Linked DNA regions of Mus musculus: regions 2 and 3 are each linked to region 1. A link is a contact called in public HiCAR-type and HiChIP or PLAC-seq data. All regions are on one chromosome and are shown on one strand. Each heading gives the region's core, a stretch centred on a gene start, on an enhancer-like site or on the middle of the called end of the contact. The rest is flanking DNA. Distances are from core to core; before and after follow the strand shown.

Region 1 (4,022 bases), core at 1,198-3,697:
TTTGCAGGCCAATGATTGTCTTTCCCAAAGCCGGGCGGAGCAGACAGCCCCAGGAGCAAGGGGCAAGTCACAGGAAGTGCTCATTCCACCCTGAGCCCACAGAATTAGAGCCCCTCTGCCGGAAGGCAGCCAGCAGACCACTATGTGACAGACAGTCACGTATGTGTGTTGCTGAAGCGAGCACAACAGACAGTCATGTTCAGTCTGGAGAATTAAATGCCAGTTGAGAGGCTGTAATCAGCCTTTTGTGGTGGGTCTGGCTGCCTGGGCTACTGGACGGGGGCCACCAGCAGCCTTAGGCTGGAGGAACAGCCTGTTCTGTCGGGGAACACAGTGAAGATTCTTCTCCTTAACTGACTACTCCTATGGAGACATTGTCACACAAAGCTCCTACAGACCCACCCGAGGCCATAGGCTGGCACAGTGATAAACCATCCCCTGCTCTCCTGCCCTATTGCCAGCCGGTGACTATTGCCAGAGGAGACTGGACCCTTAATCCCAGACCTGTCTCAGGGGATGAGTAACCACCCTGCTTCTAAGAGCATCTTACATGGTCTCTGCTGCTCACCGCTCATCTTTCAGGTTTGTGTCCTGCCCCATATATCTTGGGAGTCCAGAACTCTGCTGGCCCCAATATAGGTTCTGAACTCAAGCCCAAGGAGGACTGGTGGGAGTGACAGCAGGCAGGTTAGTGTGCCCGGAATGTCCCCTCCCACAGAGAAACCACTTTAATCTTCAAACTGGAAATTTTAAAAAGTGTCCATCGAAACATTTACTGTCAACCAAATCTCCCTTCTTAGAGCTCTTAGCCCCCGCCCCCACCACGGCCCAAAGGACCTCTCAGCCCCCTCCTTAGGCCCTTCTGACATCATTGCTCAGCTTCCTTTGGCCCCACTCCCTTTTGGAGACTGTGTCCAGTGTCCATTTCCTGAGCCTTCTCTGCTCCAAGCCCCTTGCCCCACTCTGGAGTACATTAGCTAGTCTACACACAATCCTAGGAGACAGAGACCCCCAAGAACTCCCACTTTAGAGGGAGGAAGTGAAGACTAAGGGCCAGAGTGGTGGGGTGGGGCTCCCCAAAGGTTCAATTTCATGATATCAGGGAACTATCAGCCACAGTACAAACCTTGCCACACGAGGGACAAAAGGAGTCCCTCTGCCAGGGTGGTGTCCACCAGTTGTAGCCTGGTTCTGCTCCACATCCCTATCCACTGTGGGGCCAACATGAGTAGGGAGGAGAGGTCTGTGGGATTGTGAAAGGCTACAGTTTTCACTGTTCTGCAGTCAGTAGGCAGGTCCCTGGGAGCAGGGAGAGGCTTCAGAACCGTTTCCTGGAGCCTCAATAGAGACCCCAGGGACATGTTGGGACTCCACCCCAGCTGCCTGGGAAACGAGCAGCTTCACCCAGCCTCAGCACTCCAGGGAGTCTGAGGGTCTAGCGCTTGGATCAGGTGGGTGAGCAAAAAAAGAAAAAAAAGAAAGAAAGAAATACCCTACAGGATCCTGACATCCCACATCTGAAGAATAATGGGGGTGGGGTGGGGTGGATAACACACTTCTTGAGGGTGCATTCAATTCCTTGCATGGTTCAGAGTAGGCAAGCACTGTCCAACATGACTACCCAGTCGAGACCCCAAGGCATGCCCGGGCAGAGCAAGTTTAACCCCATCGCCCATGCTGCTCCCTAGAATGTGTTCTCTGGAGTCACCGTGACTGACAATCTTGGTCCCTGCAGCACCGCGTGAGCATACATAGCCCCAGCTGAGTTCAGCCCAGTTCCTGCCCATCCCCAACGTCTTATTCCCCTCCACCCCACCCTGACCCGCCCTGGGATCTTCAGCAGTCCTCGATGGAAAACAGGTGTCCCCTGTCCAACACACTCACTCCAGGGGCCGTTGTACAAGTTTGCCCTCTCAGGAACAACTTTAGAGAAACATTGTCTTGGCATAACCTCATTTCTTCCTGGGAAGGAGGGTGGTGGGAACAGCAGTCTGTGCACTGCAGCAGGGAGGGTGGCACCACTGTCCAGAGGAGTGGCCAGCACTGCTCACTCAAGTGCCCGCAGGCAGGTCTGTTAAGACTCCCCATTCCCAACCCAGTTAGGAAATGGAAAGAAGCCCATACCACCAATGGCTACTCCCCAGCAGTGAAGACAGTCAGGACCCAGGGACACTTGGAGACCCTCTTATACCCATGTCTCCTTTCCAAGATGACCAAATGGGTGTGCACTTCTTTCCAAAGTGGAGAGCCCAGCTTAGATCCTGTATATAGGAAAAGATCCTAAGCTCCTGGTTTGTACAGATCCCAGATCTTTGCAACACCCTGGCCTTCACCAACTCAGAACTGCATACCCTCTTCCTCTCAGGATCTAAGGGTCAGGCCGGGGCTGTAATCTGTGCAGGAGACGACAGGCAAGGAGGAGGGGCAGCTGGGGGAATGGGGGTGGGGGTGGCCAAGAACTGGGGCACCGTGCGCAGCAGCACGCGGCCCGGGCTGCCCTGCCTTCTAGGCCTGGAGCTCGAGCCCCCAGGGTGGCAATACCAAGCTGGAGGGTAAGCAAGGGTGGAGTAATAGTGGGGTTGAGGTCTCCGAGGCAAGTACGGAGCGTGCCCCCACCACTTCGAGGCCGCCTATCCAGGGGCGGTGGCTAGGATGAGCTCATGGGGGCGGGGCGCCAAGATCCCGCCCTTCTCGACCCCCCTCACTGCTCGCGATGCAGGATGGTCCCCAAAACAACATTCAGGAGGGTGCGAGTACCCCCTTCATAGCTGAGGGCTCTTGATTACCTGGCTCTAGCCCGCAGACTCTTGCACCAGTTCCCAGCACTCAGAGGGGACAGGCCAGCGATCCCCTGATTTCCCGGCCCCAGAAGCCCCTCGAGCCGAGGCCCAGAAGCTCAGCCCTCGGCCTCAACCCGCTGGCGAGGGGCGCCAGGACCCCGATCGGCGCACGGAGCCCACAGGTGGCGCCGCAACTTCGCGGTTGCGCTGCGCCTTCTCAGCAGGGCCTAGCGCGCTGCCCAGCCTGGCTACCGTGGGGTGCGCCCTGTCCCCAGTGGCTGCTCACCCAGAAGACGAAATTGAAGACGAAGAGCAGGTATTTGATGCATTTGGTGCAGCCCTCCACCCCCATGGCGGTGCGCGGCCTGCGGAGCTTGGATTGGTCCTGGAGCGGGCGGTATGGGGACGCAGTACCGGGGTCCGGGACTGGCAGATAGCCTGGAGCGCTTGCGGGCCGGAGAACTGCGTTGCGGAGAATGAGACGTAGGGTAGAGAAGGGCTGGAGGCCTAGCCGGAGGCGCGAGAGTCACTATCTCTTTGAAGCAAGGACGCGCTCGCTCGGACCGGGCGCGCGCGCCTAGCTCCTCACTCTTTATAGACCTCTAGGTCCCGCCCCTCCGAGGCCCCGCCCAGAGGACGCTCCACCCCTGGCCCCGCCTTCCGCCCGCGGGGTGCCCGGACCAGGGGTACTTGGGTGGGTGCTGCCACCTCAGTCCCAGAGTAAGCGTTCTGGAACTTGGTGCAGCTGGTTCTTGGGGACTCGGTGCACTGTGCGTGCGCAGGATGAATCTCCAAGTTTCTTAAGGGTTCCCAACCCTCGGGGCAGGCTTCTGGGTCGCGACTAAGAACTGGCCACAAGATACTGCCCCAAAGAAGCCACACTTACTTCCTCCGGTACTCGGACGCCTTGGACTTTCCCGGAGGGTACCCTAGTGGAGGTGTCTCGACAGTAAAGAGTCTTAAAAGTTAACATGTTTTGTGTATATTGATCTCCCAGGCAGCAACTCCGTGGGCCTGAAGGTCTAGAATGGAATTCTTTGTAGCCTTGCTAATCCCCTATCTCACAGATAGAGTTCCTGGCTGCAGTTCTGGAGGCTGCATTTGGGAAGGTCAATAGTGTACCCAATGTCTTTAGCCAGTCTTTAGGCTCGAGAACCCTCAGGGGCACCTTCAAATATTCATGCCATCCTGGCTGTGCCTTCCAAGAGTCCATCCTCCATCCTCTAGCTGGTTCCCTGAAAG
Region 2 (3,489 bases), core at 495-2,994, 1.6 Mb after region 1:
ACATCACCACAGCCTTGGACCGGGAAGCTCAGGATGTTCGAGGACAGGTGGGCTCATGTGTCAGGATCCTGGACTGAGGTGCCTGGATCCGAGGTCAGCTCTGAACCCCGCATGCTCCTTCCTCAGGTGTCCTTTTATCGGGGTTCACTTCCTGTGGAGGTACCTGCAGAGGCAGAGGCTGCCCGGCAGAGGAAGGGTACAGATGCACTGTGGATGGCCACCTTGCCCATCAAGCTACCGGTGAGGCTGCAGAGGCTTCAGCTGACAAGAGGAGACAGTCCCAGGGTGACCAAAGATAAGAGAATGGGTCCAAGCTTTCTGTATCCTTGCCTCCTGACAGAGACTCCGGGGTGCCCAGGGGAGTGGGCAGGGGACTGACTTCTCCTTGATGCCTCTGAACCTGGGTGATGCAGAAACTGGATTCCTGACTCAGAGCAACCTGCTGAGTGTGGCCTCACGCCTAGGTCCTGACTGGCCAGCTGTGGCCCTGCACCTAGGCATGCCCTACCATAAGCTACAGCGTATCCGGCATGAATTCAGGTGAGCTTCAGGAGTTCTAGTGATCCTGCTGACTCCCAGCTTCAGGTTCAAGGCTGACATCTCCCCCACCCTCCACCCCTGCACATTAGCTGAAAGATTTCAAGGAGGTGGGGATAGAGCAAATACCAGCCTGGAAAAGGAGGGTCTGGTCACTAGCCCAAGGAACTTTTGAGGTATGTTGAGCCTCTGTGTGTGTTCCTGGGCAAACGTCTTCATCACCACCCCTCCAGGGATGACCTGGATGGCCAGGTCCGACACATGCTCTTCTCTTGGGCTGAGCGCCAGACTGGACAGCCTGGAGCTGTGGGACACCTGGTACAGGCCTTGGAACAGAGTGATCGGCGGGATGTGGCTGAAGAGGTGCGTGCCATCTTGGAGCTTGGCCGCCACAAGTACCAGGACAGCATTCGACGCACAGGGCTGGCCCCTGAGGATTCTACTCTGCCTGGCACCTCGGCTTCACAGACTCCAGAGTCTGCACAGGCCTAGGCTTACAGACTTAATTAAGATAGCTTTAAACTTGACTCGACCAGTGGGCAGAGCCCTATCCTTCTACCTCACCCGTGTGCTCCAGTGCCCCAGCATACAAAAACCCACTCACTGTCTAGCCCAAGCTAGCCTCCAACTCACAGTGAGTACATCTCAGAGATTGTTTTACATAAAGGATAGAGAGCAGGTTGCCCATACTTGCTACCATGCCAGGCCCTTCTGCTAAGATGGGAGCAGAGAAGGCCTGGAGGGAGAGATGGCTCAGTAGTTAACAACACTAGCTGCTCCTTCAGGGAACCTAGTTTGTTTCCTCTACCTACCTGATGGCTCATGACAATCTGTAACTCCAGTTCTGAAGGGTCAGCCCCTTCCTCTGGCCCCCACAGACACCAGGCACACATGTGTGCAGACAAGTATGCAGGCAAAACATCCATACAAATAAAATAAAAGCTATTTATTGTGTGTGTGAGACAGAATACCTTTGCAGAGATCATTCTCCCCCGTCTATGTGAATGAACTCGGGGTCACTCGGCTTGGTTGCAAACACCTTTGCTCAGTGAGCCATCTCTAGGCACTGATGAGTAATATTCCCCAGGGGTGGGGAGGAACTATTCTACATAGTAACCCTGCAGCAGGTAAGGATACAAAGTCATCTGTGACAGAATGCTGCATAAGCCCTGCCCACCAGAGTCTTATGGGCGGTGTCTAAGGAGCATCTCTCCTAAAGCTCCGGGACCAAACCTTCCCCAGACCGTCCCATCCCCATGCTTCCCTCCTACCTATTCTCAGTCTTTCAGGGCTTTGAGATAGGAACAAGGAGGGCCTAGGGATACGCCAGAAAGCCCACTCCCTCAAGGGTGGCCTGAGGCTGTGGTAGTGGCCACGCCGGCCGGGAGGGGGAGCCGAAGGCAGCAAAAACTTAGGGCGGAGCGGGCGCGCCTCCGAGAGACGCGCCTCCCCGCCTAGGTGCAGGCCCCGCGCGCGGCACAGCGGGGAAGCGATCCCGGCGGCTGCAGTGTGGTGAGTGCTAGCCGGTCATTTCCCGTGGCGCCCACTCAAATCTGGCTGGGTTGCAGGGAGGAAAAAGGGTGGCATTGGTGGCTGGGAGAGGTGACATCTGCTCAGACACTGCGGCTTTGGCGGAGCCTGAACCTAATGGGTACATCGACCGGCTGTCTCCGGGTGTGGAAGGCCGTGCTCGGTCCCGGCTCTGCCGGGCGCGCTCCCCGCGCACACGTGTCCCAGCAGTGTGGACGCTCCAGAGCCGAGGCTGGAGTTATTTCTGCCAGGGGTGGGGGGTGCTGCACACGTGAGAGCCCACTGGACTTGCGTGGGCACGTATATGGTCAGAGTCCGCGTTGTCTGTCTGGAGATAACGAGGCCAGCTGAGCCCGGACCTTGGGGTAAAGGGCATGATCTGGCCTGGAACAGAGGATGTGCCCCATACTGCTTTTCCTTTGTAGGACAGCTGGAGTACCTTTCTGTGGGAAACCTCTTTGTGGTCCTCCTAGCTAGCAAGACAAAGCTAACCTCCCTAAGAGGAAGGGGCAAGGGAGACTGGATTGGGGGAAGGGCACTCAAGTGGTGAGGCTCAACCCCAGTCCAGTCTCTCTCTCTCCCTTCTCTTCCCCCCCCCCCCTTCTTTCTTCCAGACAGGGTCTCTCTATGTGGAGCTAGTTGTTCTGGAATTCTCTATAGACCAAGTTGTCTTTGAACTCACAGACAGCCACCTGCCTCTGCCTCAGAGGGCTGGGATTAAAGGAGGGAGCCTCCAGTGTCACCAGCATTTCTTTTAGGTAGGAAACAGGCAGCTTTATTCATGAAAATTGAGGAAGAAACTGTATGGAGCTGTTAGCCTCTGTATGCTAACGGGGCTTTTCTCAGTTGGCCTGTGGCCTGACAGGGGAAGAAGGCAGAAAGCTCTGGATCCTCAGTGGCCTGACTGGACAATCAGGTTTCTATGGTAACATAGACAGCATCGAGGGAGCCCTGACATGTGTCTCAAACTGATGAGAATTAAAGAACACACACACAACACACACAAGCCAGGAGTGGTGGTGGCACATGCCTTTAATCCCAGCACTCAAGAGGCAGAGGCAGGCAGATCTCTGACTTTGAGGTCTACATGTTCTACACAGTGAGTTCAACCAGAGCAATCTTGTCTCAAAAAATCCTATATCAAAACCAAACTCTTTGGGTGGGGGAGGCGGGAAACAGACCAGACGGTTCCCTTTGTGTGGTGCTCCAGGCAGCAGAACCCCTTTGCTCTCAGCTCAGCAACTGTTCTCTCTGGTGTCCCGCCTGTTTTGTTTAGTTCAGGGTACAGGGCTGACTAAGCCCTGGGGATCTCAGTGCCTACCTGGCTCTTCCCCATGGACTTCAGACTGTCTGTCTGACTTCCAGGATACACACAATACCCAAGTCCCCAGGTCGCAGATATGTAGGAGATAGCATCTCAGG
Region 3 (3,595 bases), core at 1,094-3,593, 1.9 Mb before region 1:
AGGGTTCGAGGAGGCAGGAAATCCGAAAGGGGATTAAAGTTACTTTGAGATTTTCTTTCCAAATAACGTGGTTCCCTCTCGGCTGGGCAAGTGGCCTTTTGTCTCCAAAAGGTCACTGACAAATAAGCGCAGAACACTTTAAGCCCAGAGCGGACAGTTCCTGCCACGAGATTTTTTTAAAGCCAATGTAAAGTTAAAATTGCAAAAGAAAGTGGGTGTTTGTGTTTAAGTTACTATTTCTCTGGAAAATAAAAATCCAAGTTCTTTCTCTGAGATTCCTAAAGCAGTTGTCCCGGAAAGAACTCTGAATTGCAGCCCACCTCCTGGGCTCGGGATTCGGACAAGCAGGGTTTCCAGGATGGAGGAAGGGCGCTCCCCGCCGGGTCCCAAATTCCTGCGCCTCCCCCACGGGTTCCTGGACGGCTCTACACGCCCGCCAACCGGACTTGCACTTTTGCTCCTCTCCCTGAGCGCAGAGCTCAACGAAGTTCCTCGTGGAGATCTGCCCGGTCCGCCTAGTAACAGCACTGAGTCCGGATTGGCTCATGCAAATTTCAGTTTCCTGGTCTTTCCCGCGGTGGCGGTGGTGGGGGGTGGCTGCGGGTCGCTAGCCCGTGCTGCAGGGTGGGCGAGCCCCTTTATGCCCCGCTGCCCTTGGTGGCGCACCCTGGCTAGGCTAGCCTGCTCAGTTCGCAGGCACTCAGCCGCGGGTGATAGCGCGCAGCCCCATAAATCATGCTTACTGCCGCCCGGTAGGGATTTTATGAATGAAAAGGCAGCCTGGCCGCCCTCGTGCTTAGGCTAAGGCTCCCAGGCTTGGCGGGGCCTGTGGCCAGAGCAAGCGTGGGCACTCTGCCCGGGCCACCCACCACCTTCGGAGCTACAGTGGAATCACTGTCCCGAAGGGTCCGGACTTTAGGGACCCCAATGTCGGGGGAGGGGGAGCGGAAGGCATGAGCTCGGAAGGTGAGGGGTTTGCGTCTTGTGTGCCGCCTGGACGCTGTGCGCTCCTTTACCAGTTTCTTCTGGGACACGAAAGTATTCCGTGGGAAATGTGTGTGAATAGTTCGCCTAGCTTGAAGTCGGGTATTGTGAAAACGTTTCCAAAACTAGGGAACTAAATAATGGACGAAGGTGGTGGAACCGCTTTATTCTAAAAATATTTTATTTGAATCTATAAATTATAAACTTAGGAGTCCATTCAGTTAACCACGACCATCTATAGATTCTCTTTAAATATCACCTTATCGGCTCACAAGTTTATCTTGATTCTCACCAGCCGCCCCCCCCCTCCCCCAACTCAAGACTGCAATTCTAAAGGTGGAGAAACACCACCACCCTCAACGAAGCCAATCAAGAAGCTTCCGGTGGTCTGGTTCCTGGAAGGGCGACTAATAACTTGCAGCGATTTACTTTTCTTAATTAAAAAATAAATTAGGAAGGAGCCTATCGTGTCTCAACCTTTTCTTCAACGGTTTATTTTTCTTGGGCAAACCGCCTGCAGTGGAGGAGGGGGATACTGGGGGACCCTGGCCAGGATAAACCGGTCACTGTATGAAGACAAATCTCAGATCCCACCCCACCCCCCCAGCGAGGAGGAATAGATGAAATAATGGCCACCATCTTGAGCTGTTGCTGGAATTTTCGGGGTTTTATTTTATTTTTGAGCGAGCGCATGCTAGGCTGGGGATCCTTTAAAGTTCAGATACCCCTCTGGCCCTTTGCAACCACCCCAGTGCGCCAGGATGGAGCCTGCACGAGAGCTTAGGGCTCGTCTGGCATCTTCGGGTGTTACACAGTTCCTGAATTTTACACGTGTTGATGAAATTGAAAGAAGACAGGGACGCTGGGATTTCTAAGCAATGGGTCCGCCTGTGGGTGCCTCGTGGCGTACTCGGAAACGCACCCATTCTCCCGGTTTAAGAACAGGGTGTCCTTGCACCCCCAGGCTCCCCTTCCATACATTCTTCCTTGGCTTGCGTGTGGCCTGGCCTCCCTCCTAGCTGTCCTCCTGTCCAGAGCCGCCACTACCCCACCTCCACAGGTCTCGGAGGACCCTCTTAGGGAAAGAAGCCCCCCTCCCCCTTGCCCCGCTCTTTCCCAGTTTGGAGAGAAGCAGTCCGAGCGATTTGCATATCTACGAAGGCTGAGGGGGAAGGGTTTGGGCTTGCCCCCCCCCCGCCGCCCCCCCCCCTCACTGCTCCCGAGCCCCCTCCCCCTGCACCCGCCTCGGCCCTCCCCCTCCCCCTTTTCTCTGCCCGGCTTTGATCTCTGCTTAACAACAGTAACGTCACACGGACTACAGGGGAGTTTTGTTGAAGTTGCAAAGTCCTGCAGCCTCCAGAGGGCTGTCGGCGCAGTAGCAGAGAGCTACAGACTCCGCGCGCTCCGGAGACCGGCAGTACAGCGCGAGGCAGCGCGCGTCAGCAGCCGCCACCGGAGCCCAACCGAGACCACAGCCCTCCCCAGACGGCCGCGCCATGGAACACCAGCTCCTGTGCTGCGAAGTGGAGACCATCCGCCGCGCGTACCCTGACACCAATCTCCTCAACGACCGGGTGCTGCGAGCCATGCTCAAGACGGAGGAGACCTGTGCGCCCTCCGTATCTTACTTCAAGTGCGTGCAGAAGGAGATTGTGCCATCCATGCGGAAAATCGTGGCCACCTGGATGCTGGAGGTAAGAGACTTTACAGGCTGCTAGCTTGGGACCCCCTGGCAACTTGTTGCTATCACCAACATCTTCCTCCCTTCTCTTCCCTTCCGTCACGGAGTTTTCCGGGTGCGTTGCTAGGACTCGGTATTCACAAAATAAATAGATTGGGTCCTTTTGAACGAGGAAGGTTTGGGAGTTGGGAAGATGGGAATTCCTTTTCCTGGTGGAGGGCAGTCGGGGAGGGGTGCCTTCGAGGGAGGACGGTGTCAGCGACACCACAGAGGGTGCAGGCTGAGCTTCTGTGGCCCCCGCTTGTGCCCCATTCCTGCAGCGCCTCGGCGGGGGCCGCCCCTGCGCGTTTCGCCAGCTCAAGGGGGGAGGGGGCATAAATTTGATTTTTAAATTAATATCCATGGACACGTATGCAAGGGCCGCTCGTGCCAATATTATGCGCCATCTTTGCTCCTTTATTGCAAAGCAAAAAGTGTTTATTAATAATTGGGGGCAGGGCAGGGAGCGGCAGTAGGGGCGCTGGGACAGGCACGAGGGGCCTCGTGGCGGCCGGGAATCACTAAATAAGACAGTGTGAGGAATATTTGGGGTGGGGGATTCTTTGTTCAAACAGCGGACCTGGGTACCCCGCACACGCTGCCTGGCCCAGAGAAAACGCCAGGCTGCAAGGTCGCGTGGCCCCCTAGTCAATGAGACTGACTGTTGTGCGTGCGGTTCTGGATTTGGAGGAACCTGTCTAGGTCAAACTGGGGGCGGAGGGGGACAAAAGCACATTTTCAGATGTTCAGCAGGAGACTCAGGGGTCCCAAAATATTTTAAAATAATTTTTAAAGTGAGGCATAATGCCCTTGTAGAGGCAAACAGCGCCCGCACCCTGCAAAAGGGGGGCCCCCGGAGTTTGAGTTGCTGGAGCTCACCCCCCGATGTCC

Evidence for each region. HiCAR-type assays count read pairs that join an accessible place to other places. HiChIP or PLAC-seq counts read pairs in DNA pulled down with a chosen protein or histone mark.
Region 2: an HNF4G HiChIP or PLAC-seq map of pancreatic cancer cells shows a contact between it and region 1. The contact joins the promoter of Slc25a22 here to the promoter of R74862 in region 1. A contact is called at or near these places in 2 of 39 promoter capture datasets (liver and pre-B cells) and 1 of 115 datasets of contacts at active chromatin or transcription factors (pancreatic cancer cells).
Region 3: a HiCAR-type map of astrocytes shows a contact between it and region 1, with 2.1 times the contacts expected there. The contact joins the promoter of Ccnd1 here to the promoter of R74862 in region 1. A contact is called at or near these places in 2 of 39 promoter capture datasets (liver and pre-B cells) and 2 of 115 datasets of contacts at active chromatin or transcription factors (astrocytes and large pre-B cells).

The regions. Positions count from the first base shown.
Region 1 is chr7:143,052,111-143,056,132 of GRCm38.p6, reverse strand. R74862 (expressed sequence R74862) reads left to right here and starts at 2,447. Exons shown (of 5, transcript NR_110354.1): 1 at 2,447-3,096. Cd81 (CD81 antigen) reads right to left here and starts at 3,383. Exons shown (of 8, transcript NM_133655.2): 1 at 3,067-3,383. The coding sequence starts at 3,132.
Region 2 is chr7:141,436,129-141,439,617 of GRCm38.p6, reverse strand. Slc25a22 (solute carrier family 25 (mitochondrial carrier, glutamate), member 22) reads left to right here and starts at 1,744. Exons shown (of 10, transcript NM_026646.3): 1 at 1,744-2,049. It overlaps Pidd1 (p53 induced death domain protein 1), which reads left to right. Exons shown (of 16, transcript NM_022654.2): 13 at 1-47; 14 at 127-240; 15 at 341-540; 16 at 771-1,505. The coding sequence ends at 1,029.
Region 3 is chr7:144,938,579-144,942,173 of GRCm38.p6, reverse strand. Ccnd1 (cyclin D1) reads left to right here and starts at 2,343. Exons shown (of 5, transcript NM_007631.3): 1 at 2,343-2,678. The coding sequence starts at 2,481.